2 separate regions of the Siniperca chuatsi genome follow, and region 1 is linked to region 2. A link is a contact called in public Hi-C data. All regions are on one chromosome and are shown on one strand. Each heading gives the region's core, a stretch centred on a gene start, on an enhancer-like site or on the middle of the called end of the contact. The rest is flanking DNA. Distances are from core to core; before and after follow the strand shown.

The links. A called contact is a pair of places that touch in the nucleus more often than the background predicts.
Region 1: a Hi-C map of liver shows a contact between it and region 2, with 4 times the contacts expected there. The contact joins two enhancer-like sites. A contact is called at or near these places in 2 of 3 Hi-C or Micro-C datasets (liver and an unstated tissue).

What each region holds. Positions count from the first base shown.
Region 1 is chrLG16:25,156,527-25,159,274 of ASM2008510v1, forward strand. No RefSeq gene overlaps it. Among protein-coding and RNA genes, the nearest start is that of pex3, 18 kb to the right of the region's middle. Within about 2 kb of position 1,450, the one cell type or tissue checked has an H3K27ac peak away from gene starts, as active enhancers do. A contact at or near this core is called in liver, where this site is marked.
Region 2 is chrLG16:25,119,337-25,122,099 of ASM2008510v1, forward strand. No RefSeq gene overlaps it. Among protein-coding and RNA genes, the nearest start is that of batf3, 7.8 kb to the left of the region's middle. Within about 2 kb of position 1,390, the one cell type or tissue checked has an H3K27ac peak away from gene starts, as active enhancers do. A contact at or near this core is called in liver, where this site is marked.

The DNA.
Region 1 (2,748 bases), core at 200-2,699, 37 kb after region 2:
TAGTCTTCAAACCATGTTTCAATTCTGTGTTTTGAACTTTGGTATTTGGATTTCATCACATGACATCTGATCGTGCCTTATCTAGTTTCATCTCATCTCACCATTTCAACTTGTCAGTTTATCTTATTTCACTTGATGTTATGTTGAATCATGTTATGTTGAATCGTGGATTTAATTTCATTGCAAGCCATTTGCTGACACATCATCTCTTTTCAATTTCATCTCATTTCTCATCTCACCTCCTGTCATCTGACCTTATCTCACCTCATTTCATCTCACTTCATATAAGCATATTTTAACTCATCACATCCACCACTTTCTCTCACCTCTTCTCATCAATTTCATATTATTTCAGACATAACTTCATCTCATCCCCTGTTGTCTTCTCTCATCTCTTCATGTACCTCATATAGACACATATTTTACCTTATATTATCTCATCTCTCCGTTCATCTGGTCTACTCTTATCTTTCATTCCATCTTATTTGTCTGGCTGCGACTCGTCTCTTCTTCTTCTTTCTTTTTCTTTAGTCAATTTAAAGTCTCATTGAGATTCAGATGTCAGGCCAAGAGTACAGCGTAAAAACATTGTAACAACAGTTAATACTATTCAAACAAAATAACATATTTCATCTTGTCTCATTTTGTCTCCAATCCAATTCCATTTTATTTAATTTTGCATCACATCACCTCATCTCATCTCAGTCATCTTTTCATTCATCTCATCTTGTGCTGTCCCATCCCATCCCGTTTCATCTCATATTGTCTCACTTTTTCATAAATTATCTAATTTAGTCACTTTTTAAACCTGTTCCAGTCCTATTTTATTTTATATTACCTAACGTTATCTCATCTCATCTCATCAATCACCTGCTCCAGTCTCATCTTTCATTTCATCTCGTTTCAATCTTCATTTTAAATGATATTTATACATTTTTTATTTAAGATTGTCCCGTGCCATTTAAAGTCTTGTCACATCATCTCAGCTCAGCTCATGTCACCAAAGAATAAAAGCTGGATTTATATATTAAAGACTATATATATTTACAAAAATATCTATCTATTTATCTATCTATACTGTACATATCTGTGGGTGTGTGGGTCAGTTTGGGCCAATCAAAGGGCTCAGGTGAGATGACATCACCCCCCTGATTGAACAGTGTGACCTCAGCCTGCATCATCATGAATTCCTAACGAGGGACCTGACGGCATCCAATCAGCAGAGGCCTGGATTATGAGGGAATGAAGCCTGACAGCACACCGCCAATGACATTTCAGCACACAGATTACTGCCTGGTGGGGCTCAGAGGGAATCAATAATGTAGACACACACACACGAATACATATACACAGCTGCCCTGAGCCTGCCCTTACTACCATTACAGTAAATGACGAAGCTCAGAGCAGATAGAGTACCAGAGGAAGGAACGGACAGACTGAGTTACACACAAGTGAGGGAAGAAAGAAAGAGAGAATAGAGTGGAAAATCAAAGAGGACGGATGATCTCAGCGTTTTATGTGTGATTCACTGCCAGTAGTTGTGAGTCACCACTATAACAGCAATCTGAAAGTGATGAATACACAGCTACTGTTCACCTGTCACTTGCTGTTGCTGTCTGTATCGGTTTTGTTGATACTACAAACTGCAATCTGAGCTGCTGGCTCGGTTCTCACACGGATTATTTAGTTTCAGCTAATGTTCTTTTTGCTGACCAAGTCTGGAGGCCCATGAGGTTTTCACATACTTGTAATGATTTGTATATTACCAGTATGGATTATGGGAAATGTAAATTGAAGCCTGTTTTGATTATCATTACTTGTTATTTTCTTGCCTATGATATTCATGTATTAATACTGCTCTTTTTGCTATTTTTGAATATGCATGTTCTTCTACTCATAGTTATGCCAAACATTGGTACTGCCATGGTTATACTGCCTTATTGTTATTAAATTCAATGTTCAATAAAGTATTTTACAGAAACGGTTGCAGCAGCAATAGCATTACTACTTGTAGCAGCACTTATCAGAATCAGAAATACTTTAGTGATCCCCGAGGGGAAACTCTTTTGTTACAGCAGCTCACTATCACATCAGTGCACACAGGAATAGAAGTACTAAGCAAATCAAAATATAATACACTATAATACAGGCAAGACAAATTAAGTACAAAGTGGATATAAGTATAAACTTAAAATAAGTGTAAAGTACAAAGTGGATTACCGGTTGATGATAAGTATGTGCGGTATAATAATATAATGTAATAATATAAGTAACAAGTAGTAGTGCATGTACTGTCAAGTTAAGTGTAGCTTATTAAGATGATTATGAGACGGTGGATATTGCACAGCAGTAAAAGAAGTATGAATAAATATCAATAAATTATACTGAAAACAGAGTATATTGCACCAGAGTATTAAACAGAGAATATTGCACAATTATTTTAAGTATTACAGTGATGTTAATGATCCAGTGTCCAGTTTATCAACTTAAGGTCATACAGACGGACACTTAGAGGGAGGAGTTAAAGGGAATTTTAAACTGAAAAGAGTATATTGCACAGCAGTATTAACACAGGATATTGCACAATTATGTCAAGTATTGCATAGATGTAGTGATCAGTGTCCAGTTTAATGACTTAGGGTCATACAGACTGACACTTAGAGGGAGGAGTTGAAGAGTTTGACGGCCACAGGCAGGAATGACTTCCTGTGGCGCTCTGTGGTGCATTTTGGGGGGATGAGTCTTTCG
Region 2 (2,763 bases), core at 140-2,639:
TACCAACGGCTAGAGCGGGCCGGATTGAAGGACAGCACAGAGGCACTCATCATGGCTGCACAGGAGCAGGCCCTGAGCACCAGAGCAATAGAGGCCCAGATCTATCTCACCAGACAAGACCCGAGGTGTAGGCTGTGCAAAGAGGCCCCTGAGACAATCCAGCACATAACTGCAGGGTGTAAGATGCTGGCGGGAAAAGCATACATGGAACGCCATAACCAAGTGGCTGGCATAGTGTACAGGAACGTCTGCACTGAGATCCAGACTGACAGAATGGTAATGGCGAACCAGCCTGACATCGTGGTGGTGGACAAACAGCAGAGGAAAGCCGTTGTGGTTGACGTGGCGATACCAAGTGATGGCAACATCAGGAGAAAGGAACATGAGAAACTAGAGAAGTACCAAGGGCTCAGAGAAGAGCTGGAGAAGGCCTGGAAGGTGAAGGAAACAGTGGTGCCCGTGGTCATCGGAGCACTCGGGGCAGTGACCCCCAAACTGGAGGAGTGGCTACAGCAGATCCCTGGAAGAACACCAGACATCTCGGTCCAGAAGAGTGCAGTACTAGGAACAGCAAAGATACTGCGCAGAACCCTCAAGCTCCCAGGCCTCTGGTAGAGGAACCTAAAGTAAAAAGTTGTTGAATGTTACATATGGCTAAATTAAAGTTACGTTTTGTTAGAGGAGTTTTGTTTTTCAAAGATCGACAGGCATTTATGCCGAGATGTTCAGCAACCACAAATGGGTGAAATGTCTGGGTGTCCAAATACGTTTGACCATATTGTATATATCGCATTATTAAATTAACTCTAATTGGTTATGTTGCCTTTCACAACCTCAATACATTTTATAGATTTTGTTGTGTGGCTGAATTTAAAGACAAAACATTTCAGTTTCTTAATGACCTGGCAGGAAGAGATAATCTACAGTACATGCACTCCATCTTCTTTGTGTGCTCAAAATACATTTTCAACTGCTTTTCATGGTTTGTTTGTTTGTTTTTCACCTTGGTGACCATCAGTTAGATGGGACTTCACACAGGTGAAAATGGCAACAACAAAAGAAATTGGTTAGAAATGGCAAAAAACAAATAAAACAAAAAAGTTAGAAAATGACTATAAAGCACAGCAGAGCTGAGTCTACTTTCCCGTCCTGGTGTGTCAAACCCCACCCACCAGGTTCAAAAAACAAACCCTGCGTGTTTGGATTTGGTTTTGCATGTTCAATGCCCCAGACTTCCGCAGGAAACTGATGCTGCAGTCACTGTGGAACTGAGCTCAGATCAGTTTCTAAATGAGCTCGGAAATCACCACCGTCACAACAACTCTGGTCGCCCTAGCAATCCAGGAAATACTGCTGGGGCAGGAAGTAACCCGTCACTTAGAGCAGTTCTGAGGAATACAGTAAAGCCTGCACAGACACATGCATAATTCTACTGTACGTAAACAAAAACAGACAGTTATGACACCATATCTACGCATACAAAAACACACTTGCACCACACACTTGTGAAAATGCAAAGTCACATGGATACACTCTGTATTGTACTGGTGCAACATTTGTCCTTAGTACACACACACACACACACACACAAACAAATATTTACAGACTTCTGGTGAAATCCTGATTCAGTTCTTGGTAATTTCTCAGAAAATGAAAGAATAAAAGTCAAAACATCAGACAATCAGGACAGGATGTTACATCATTCACTCCAATCATCACTGAGACCAAAAAGAAGGTCTCTATATTTTTTTATTTTTTGGATTCTTCATATTTTAGTTATTCGGTTCAATGCTACTTTCTGTACATTTTATTTCCCAACATGAAGGTCTAAGTGATGTTTCAAAGCCTTCTCCACACTGCAAGACATACAATTCTGGAGGAGAAATGCTGAAACAGTTATTTATTGATTATTTTCTTGCATATAAACACATCATTTTCATGGATGTATCGACCCTAAAACTCAGTCTGCTGCTGGAGAGGACCGACATTATGGGCATGTATTTTTCTTCATGAACAGATAATTAGGGGCCACACTGAAAACAACACACACAAGCAAACAAAGAATACACAGGCACACACAAAAAACCCACCGGCATAAACACACCTTTCACGCTTCATACATAAAGGCCTACACACACTTCTGCTGAACTGTGAAAGGAATTCTTGTGTCACTTCTCTGGAAGAAAAAGCACGGCTGTGCCAATATGTTTCATCACTGGACTCATCAATAGTTCATTATTACGAGCAGTTCCATTTAAGAGTGGTGTGATTTTTCATGCGGCAAGGAAAGCTTTGTGATAGGTATCACCAATGCTTTTGAGTGTTTTTTTTTTCTGGTACTCATTATGTTGTCCTGTGTGGTTACTGACCAAATCCCAAAGATCTCCATGTACAACTGAAAGGTGAAGTAACATCCTCAGGACGTTCATACTGAATGTGTTAAAAGAAAAATCCCTTACTGAATGTTGCCATGCAATTCGTTATCTTTGTAAATCTCTCTTTCGATGGTTGTGAGCATGCGTCTTTCTTCATGCCAAATATCAAGGTGAGCTTCTTAAATTTGCTATGACATTTTTTCTATTTTAACTATGAGGAAGTAAAAGCATAAAAGAATCAAAAATCTTTGGCAGCTCCTGAGATGCCAGTTTATGTAGGACCATTAATATCAGATCTGTAAGTTGAGATCATCATTGAGCTTCAACCAATCACTAGATCGAGTCAAATAATAACTGTGGGAGCAGTTTAATAAGGTGTATTGTGGCA